Regions from separate parts of the Mus musculus genome. Here region 1 is linked to region 2. A link is a contact called in public Hi-C data. All regions are on one chromosome and are shown on one strand. Each heading gives the region's core, a stretch centred on a gene start, on an enhancer-like site or on the middle of the called end of the contact. The rest is flanking DNA. Distances are from core to core; before and after follow the strand shown. Region 1 has its middle 12 kb from the start of Gm12724. Region 2 has its middle 97 kb from the start of Gm29922.

Region 1 (4,269 bases), core at 675-3,174, 280 kb after region 2:
AAGAAAGAGAAGCTGAGACGATGGCCCAGTAGGTAAGGGTACTTGCTGCCAGGCCTGTACCTTGAGTTCCATCCCAAAACCCACATGTGGAAGGAAAGAACTAATTCCCATAAGGGGTCCTTTGACCTTTATTTCTGTGCCACAGTATGTGCATACACACACACACACACACACACACACACACACACACACAGAGAGAGAGAGAGAGAGAGAGAGAGAGAGAGAGAGAGAGAGAGAGAGAGACTAATTAACTAATTAATGTAAAAAATTAAAAGAAATTGGGGCTAAAATATCTAGCACAATCTTTGAACTTGGGAACTAGTCTGCAAATAAGAAAAAAACACTATCCCATTTAATGTATCTGGTTCAATGTGTGGCATTCAGTTAGTTCTATGCAAAGAAATTCAGTTTCCTTATTGGCTACATGAGAGAATGCCAAGATGAAGTATATAGCAAGAGCATACCACACATATTGCTGATGAAAAGATACCATCAGGAAGCTATGCAGACATGGCGGACAAGTCAGAACACCATCTCAGGATAAAGGCACAACACAGCTCCACAGACAAATATCCTCAGGACCGTGAAGAAAGCAAAGCCTAAAGCCGAGTTAGAGGATCTCCAAGAGATCTTACCTTTCTGTCATCCCACAATCTGTGTCCCAGTAAAGACGGGGCCACAGCAGATATGGGAAACCTTCCCAAGGTCTTGTCACCACCCTGCCAAGGATTGTTGGTGCTACCAAGAGAATAATTCCTAATCTGGGGCTCTTCTTGCTAATGTTTAAGCAGAATGTAGTCATTGTGGTCTTGTTAGTTTCAGGTTCTTTGTGAGGATGAAAACCATGTGAAATCCTTACATTTGCATGTCCCCTGATGATTGCAACCGAATAGCATTTACTAAGAACCATGCTCAGGACCTTAAATTTGTTTCCTGTATCAACTCTTACAGCATCACTGAAAAAAAAATGGGTTTCTGGCACTTACAACCCACGAAGACCCAATTAGCACAGAGCATGAAGCCTCCAGGGCAGGGTTGCTTAATTCCTGTCTTCATGCTCAGCCTGGACCCTGGAGCATTCAGTAAATAGTTGTTGTTTTAATGTGGTTCTGTGGAGGAAACTGTGTAACTAGGAACATGTTTTAGAAGGTGAAGTGAGACATTAGTGTTAAGAGCCATATTGGGCTGACCTATGAGTGCTTTCAAGTCATAAGGATGGTTGAAAGTATGATGTCTGGACTTGTAGTCCCACGACCCACTGCACCTCTAGAGATCACGTTTTCCAAGAGCAGGTCTAGAGTAAATTTGAGGGGACTGTTTGGGGGAGAATCAAGGTAGAGAGAGAAGCTCCCATTTCGTGTTTTCCTTTTTTTACCAGGTAGGGAGAATCTTTTTCCCACTGATTTTCCTTAGAACTCCTTGGGCCATCCCAGTGTACGAACGTAGCATGGTGTCTTAGGGTTTTACTGCTGTGAACAGACACCATGACCAAGGCAACTCTTATAAAGGACAACATTTAATCAGGGCTGGCTTACAGGTTCAGAGGTTCAGTCCATTATCATCAAGGTGGGAGCAAGGCAGCATCCAGGCAGGCCTGGGGCTGGAGAAGCTGAGAGTTCCACCTCTTGTTCTGAAGGCAGCTAGGAGAAGACTGGCTTCCAGGCAGCTAGAATGAGGGCCTTAAAGCCCATACCCACAGTGACACACCTACTCCAACAAGGTCACACCTAATAGTGCCACTTCCCAGGCCAAGCATATTCAAACATCACACTTGACAATGAGGGTATTCATGGGGATGGCCCTAAGGTAAACCAGATGGCTACCAGAGGCAGATGCAGTTTCAGATTCTCCTCGTGTGTCAGTTGCCCATGGCTGCTAGAACAAATCACTGTACATTCAGTGGTAAAGCATCTAAAATTATGAATGTATGATCTCACTACTCAAGAGGCCCTAAGTCCAAAATTAACTTTCCTAGGCTGACTCAAGGCATTAGCGTCTCTGAAAATGCTAGGAAGAAATCAGTTTCCCTCTTTCTGAAGCCTGGATCTTCTTTCCGTCATCCATGGCCTCTATCCTGCCAGCCAGGAGTACAACATCTTCACATGCTACTGGGACCCTGCCTGTTGCCCCCTGCCTCCCTCCTGCCTCCATGCTCCCATCCCTTCACCTAACCTCCCTCCCTCATCCAGCTGGTAAAGACCTTTGTGGTTGCTTATAGCTCTGCTGGGATAGGCCAGATCCTTAAGATCTCATATTCTCACATCCCAAGTACTAAGTAGGGGGTTCCTGGGAACCCGTTATTCTAGCTAGCACACCTTGCCTTTTATGATTGCTTTTGAACACCTCCCTCCAGAACAAGGACAAAATGCTGATGAAAGGTGATTAGACAGAAAGTGCTGAGCATAAGCAGGAGGGCTCAAGTTTAAATCCTCACCATCCATGTTTTTTAAAAACTGTAGCTAGAGCCCAAGTACTATGTGGGGTGGAGACCAGAGGCTCTCTGGGGTTCATGGCTCACAGCCTAGCTCCAGGTACTGTGAGCAACCTTCTCTGAACACAGTGAGAAAACATAAGGTCAGACATCTAATGTCCTCCTAGAGCCTCCACATGTGAGTACAAGCACGCCACTTGCACACACAAATACATACATCGCGCGCGTACACACACACACACACACACACACACACACCCCAAAAGAAGAGGAAGTTCAGACTCTCCAAAGATTGGCCTTCCCGCTTCAACAGCATTGATTAACACGCAAAGATCCAGGGACGTCTAGCTCAAGCCTCAGGTCACTGTCCCTCTCCACAGCCCTCCACCGAGTTCTTAGGAAGAAACACACATGAAAATTTTGAAAACAAAACAAAAACATCAAACCTAAGCTAGGAGAATCGCTACTTCTTAGTCTAGCCAACAGCACCCCCTGGTGCCCAATAGCAGAATGAGGCATAAGGGCTGCAGCTGGGGGAAGAATGAAGGGTCTTTACCTGCTGGCCAGGAGACAGAGACAGCATAGGCTCAGGCCAGAAGACAGAGCTGAGGCTGATACCAGGCAAGAGCGGCATTTTCAAACTTCCCAATTAAGTCTATGCCTAACAGTTCAACAACACAGCAGACACCGTCAGAAGTCCCTTTGGTCCTGAGGATTTAAAAATGCCTAAGGTAGGACAAACTCTACTCAGAACGCGTCTAGACTAGGCTATGAACGCTAGAAAAGAGACTAGCCCCAACTAGCAGCTGTGTGCTGCGAGGCTCATAACTCGCCCCCTCTGTGCCAAGTTTCTCATCAGTAAAACACAGATGACCAAAAGTCTCTGGGTTAAGAGAATTAATATACAACCCATGTAAAGCACTCAATAGGGTAGTAGTTTGAATTTTTTATTATGGTTGGTTTTAATGTCGCCTTCTACATTAGAATCACCTTGAGTAGGAAGCCAAAATCCAGATTGCCTTGAATGATGGGAAAACCCGCTCCAGTGTGTGCATCTTCCCGGAGCATCCTGGGTAAAGGGGCGTGGCAGAAGGAAGAGCGGCCCACCTTTTGCTCCTTGGCCTCCCCTCCTGCGCTGAGTAAATTTGCCTGTTGTTGGAGATGATTCTTTTGTCTTCTCAGAACCCGAGTCTGCAAGCTCTTACTACAGACAAGGGACCAGCGGTTCTCCAGAAACCTTTTGCGTTTCCAGAACCAGATTAGGGACCCCTGAGGTACCCAGCCTTTTAGTCTGAGCAGCCTCTGTGGGGCTACTCCAACTGCTGAGGCACGAGCCTCACGGACTGCATTTTCAGCTCTGTAGCATATGTCTGCTGGTGCTATTATTTTAAAACTGACTTCACGAATTCGCGTTTTTTTTCATCCTACTTGTTCCATTCCTCCAGAGAACCCTGACAATTACAATTACAACTGCAGAAAGAGTTGGGGGCTGACTGGGGATACAGAGATGGGAAAATGGATAACATACATACTGACATTCACCTGTCACTGCTTGCTAGCCCCAGTGAGTGATCTGCCAGATTGAGACAAACCTTCTAAATTCTCCTCAGTGTCATTCATTAGTAGAGAAGGGGACACAGGGCCATGCAAACTCCCTTTAGCATCTTCCATTTAAAGAGCCTCGTTGGCGGAGCCACGGCAGAGCTGGAAACAAGTGCAGTTTGCGTGAGGCTCTTTAGCAAATGCAAGCTTGCTTGGCTGTTACCGGGTACAGTGACTTGTGCTGTGGTCTTCTCTGGCCAGGATTCCTGGATGTTATTGTACGTGAAAACCTCTGT
Region 2 (4,320 bases), core at 82-2,581:
TGAGGGTTCTTTCAGAAGCAGGTGGGTAGGAACAGGAGGCTGGAGGAGAGGTGAGCTCAAGCATTTGCTTTGCTCACAGTTGTGTTAGGCTAATAATTGCGCCTGTAGCAGAACAGCCTTGTTGCTAAACCATTGAGATTAGAGAGTTACTTCTTGGTCACTCCATAGTACGAACAAACGGTCAATCGGAAGGAAGCCTTTCCGGAGGCGATTCAAGGCCAGATGTGAAGAAGAAAGGAAGGACGAGGTATTGCACAACAGAGAACAAACACAAAACTTCCACTCCTCCACCATGGCTCACTGGGCACAAGGGGTCCCAGAATGAGGTTAAGGAAACCGTATTTTTAGTATGCTGTTATAAAAAGGCAAAGGGTTAAGTTGGTCATGACGACAACTGCCTCCTGAGGCAGGAAGATCACAACTTCATGGCCAGTCTGGGCTGCACCGTGAGACCCTTACTCCAAAGTAAGTAATTTATTAAGAAGAAAAGAGCAGGAACTCCCTCAGTAGTGTCTGGAGATTCGTCCTCAATGGCTGGATGAGATGCGCCCTCTGGGAGTGAGCTTCTCCCCCAAGACAGGGAAAGCCCTCAAAGAAAACACACTAACCAAAGCCGTGAAGGCAGAAAGCTTCTATCTCTTGATACAGAGCCCTCTCCTGCAAGGTCTTGCGTGCTCTTTCCACCGGCAGAGGAGAACCAAATGCCACCCAGCTCCTTCTGCGCTCTACCCTAAGAGAATCTGCGAGAAGTTTTTCATCGCTGAACCCGGTTGCCGAGATGGGGTCACGCATCACACCTTTCATTTCCATGAAAATCCCAGATAAATGCAGCTGAGGAAAGGGGGGCACAGACGTTTGTTTCTAAGTTCTGAAAATTACTGAGTTGGCCTGTCTGGACTAAAGACTCTCAGGAAACCAACCCAGGTGGAGGAAACGGGCTGTGTTGACTTCTCACTCCGAATTCTGGATTTCAACAGCACTGAAGCGCCTGGGTTTCTGCCCATGAGATAATTGGGAAAACTTTTCCCTGTGGGTCTCAAACAAGATAATGGCTTACAGGTTCCAAAATTCACATGTAACCTTCAGGTGCAAAGCATGGGTTTCTTTTAGCAAAGGGTTGATGCAATCAAATTGAGAGTACGCTAAAATACAAGGCGGGGGGGAAAACATTGGAAGATAAAACATTAACGAAAATCACCAGTGAAGAAATCTGGTTTGGGGGCTGTTTTTGGCATTTTGAGTCCTTTTCTGTTGAAACTACAGGAGGTTGCGAGCTTCACAACTGGAGGCAGCACCGCCCCCTACAGGAGGCTTGTAGAATTACAGAGACGTTTTTTAGTAGAGACAAAGGATCTATCTGGCATTTGGCTAGCAAAGACTTGTTCATGTCCTGTGTAGAGATTCTTTCCCCTCACAAAGGAAAGGCCAGCCTAAGAGCACTAGCAGAGTGGGGAAAACACCACAGAGAGCATCTTACTGCTGGGATCAAGCGTCCATCATGTAAACTGGCCTAACTTCATGATTTGGTAACTAGGAAACTGACAGGTTAGGACAGGTTTTGTATCCATGGATCCTTCTGGCTTAAGTAGTATGGATATTTTCTATCTCTTTTTCTCTTTGTTTTACACACACACACAAAGACAGAGAGAGAGAGAGAGAGAGATAGACAGAGAGACAGAGAGACAGGCAGAAATCAATTTCAAACTTCTTGAAATTTTCTTATTTTAATAGTCTGATTGATTTTAAATGAATATTTCCTTCCTTATTATTATACATTGTAAGGAATGGATTGGCTACATTATACCAGGACATTTCCTGTCAGAGTCAACCCCTCAATAGCAGGAGAATATCTTTTATTGATGCCTGTACTCACTCATTTGTTCACTTGAAATAATATTCCTAATAGCTAATAGACATCAGACACTTCTTATTTATCAGGCAGAGCTTACATGGCCTTTAGCCAATGAGTCCTCTGCACTGGGGGCCGTGGGTGAGTTTAATTATCCTGTAGTACAGGTGAGGAAACTGGGGTTACCTGAGCTTAAGTATCGTGCCCAGATTCACACAACTAAGACGTCTGTCAGGAGCTGGAGACCTAAGAAGAGAATTGAAGTTCATGAACTCAGAGAGCTTCATTGCACCAGGCAGATAAAGCAGTAACTTCAGAAGGGCAAGACCCAGTCTCTGAGATGGTACCTCTGCCATTTGTGCGCATGGACAGCACAGAGCCTAGGAGCTGCAGAGCAGACCCTGGGTGAATGGCATCAGAGGTGAAGCTAATGACGGCAGGTCAGAGAAGCAAACACATCAGGTACACACTGGTGGGGAGCCCCAAAGGAGAGAGCAGGGGTGGCCGGAACTAGAAAGGACTAGGATTGTAACTCACTACTCTAAAATCTGTGAAGAAAGGGTGCCTTGCACAAGTCTTAGGGTCGGACTGGAGTAGGAATGAATAGTTGGGACACAGTGTAACTCCAGCACGGGCACTCTCACCAACATAAATGGGTCCATCTGGCTTTCCCAAATGTTAGCTCACAGAAAAGGAGGGGGGGAACTAGAGCTTTCTCAAAGCTAAATCTTTCCTACCATTTCTTTGAGTCTTTGCATCTCCCCCACAAGGTAATCATCATTGTCTTCTTTTATAAATGGAAGCCGAGAAAGAAAGGGGGTATGGAATCTCCCTCCATGGCTAAGGAAAGTCGCTGTGGCCAGGCACAGGTCAGGTGTGTCCCTGCATGGAGGCCCAGAGAAGCCTGGGTGTGAAACAGTGAGTGTGAAGCCAGGATGGCCTTGGAGATCCCAAGGTGCTAGAGATGCCAGAGCCAAGGGATACCTGCTGAAGAATCCTGTCAATCCTATATTTTGGAATGGTAATGTATATCCTGTGCTATGTTATGTTGGAGGTATATGATCTGCTTTTTATATCTTGGTTTTATAGGGGATTACAGTTAAGAGATTGCAAGAATCTCAGAAAAGACTTTGAATTTTGGACTTTTAAACAGTGTTGAGACTGCGATAAACTGGAGGGACTTTTGATGTTGGACTAATGCATTCTGCATCAAGTTATGGCTACAAGCCCATGGGGGTCAGGGATATAGTGGTTTGAATAGTGATGACCCCCATAGACTTGTGTGTGTGAATGCTTGGCCCATGGGGAGTGTGGCTTTGTTGGAGAAACAAAAACCAGGGTTAAACCAAAAAGTTCTGCCCCAGCTAGCTAGGCCCCATATCCAAAATGTTTTATGGTCTCCCAAAACAATGGCACTGGATGGGGAACAAGAGTTCAGACATAGGAACCTGTGAAGGGTGGCATTTCACATTCTAACCACAACACAGAGGTTCAGAGAGGACAAACCACGTAGTGAATTAGCCAGGAAGAAACCGAATTCATATCAGCCTGACTGTGGACTCCAAACTCCAGCCAGGCACCCTGCCATGTCAGGAGTGTCATTTACACGGACTCAACCCAGACAGTGTCTATCAACCCTGCTGTCCCTGGAACTCCATGAGGTCCACTGCATCTCGCTGCCATGTCTGCTACTGTACCTTGACTCTGATGTTTACAGAAAGAGTTTCTGCCCTCGTCTGTGTGGTCTGAAGCAGCAAATCCAATGTCAATTCTGTGCATGCTCAATATCAGTTCGGATAAACCGGTTAGCAGAGTGTGTACGATAAAGCTCTCTGCCAAGTCGTAAACTAAGCACTCAAACAAACAGAGGCAAAATCAAATGAAGATCTAATTAGCATGGTCCAATTACCCCGGCCCCTTCCAGCTAGTCAAGGCTAATCTATAACAAACACCAGCTTAGCAAAATAAACTACCTAGTTTCAAGCCTGGGGTTTTTCTCTCTCACTTTGTTCCTCCAAACCCACCCCTACACACACACACACACACACACACACACACACACACACACACCATCTCATTTCTTGTTTTCTTCTCACTCTCTCTGTTCCATCGTTTTCATTTTCTTTTCTTTCTCTTCCTTCCTTTCCTACCTTGCTTTCTACCAATGCCTGCTTGTCTGCAGGTTTAACAAAGGAGCCTATGAGAAACTTAAACAAGCCCCTTATACAAGCAGGATTCTGAAAGCGATCAGTCAGCCTTTCTCTTCTGACACAGACAGACTTGAGCTCATCTCCAACACTTTTTACCATCTTCACATCTGTGCCCATGGACAGCACAGAGCCTAGGAGCTGCAGAGCAGACCCTGGGTGAATGGCATCAGAGGTGAAGCTAATGACGGCAGGTCAGAGAAGCAAACACATCAGGTACACACTGGTGGGGAACCCCAAAGGAGAGAGCAGTTTAGTTTACCA

The links. Hi-C and Micro-C count contacts between places; a contact is called where the count stands out from the background.
Region 1: a contact with region 2 is called in a Hi-C map of cumulus cells, with 6 times the contacts expected there. The contact joins two enhancer-like sites. A contact is called at or near these places in 1 of 39 promoter capture datasets (hippocampal neurons), 1 of 15 datasets of contacts at CTCF or cohesin (the NIH/3T3 cell line), 47 of 484 Hi-C or Micro-C datasets (the C2C12 cell line, the HL-1 cell line, adipose-derived mesenchymal stem cells and 29 more), 4 of 115 datasets of contacts at active chromatin or transcription factors (astrocytes, embryonic stem cells, fibro-adipogenic progenitors and 1 more) and 1 of 9 other capture datasets (embryonic stem cells).

Annotation. Positions count from the first base shown.
Region 1 is chr4:106,222,742-106,227,010 of GRCm38.p6, forward strand. No RefSeq gene overlaps it. Among named protein-coding and RNA genes, the nearest start is that of Gm12724, 12 kb to the right of the region's middle. Within about 2 kb of position 1,925, at least 19 of the 459 cell types and tissues checked have an H3K27ac peak or open chromatin away from gene starts, as enhancers often do.
Region 2 is chr4:105,940,685-105,945,004 of GRCm38.p6, forward strand. No RefSeq gene overlaps it. Among named protein-coding and RNA genes, the nearest start is that of Gm29922, 97 kb to the left of the region's middle. Within about 2 kb of position 1,332, at least 12 of the 459 cell types and tissues checked have an H3K27ac peak or open chromatin away from gene starts, as enhancers often do.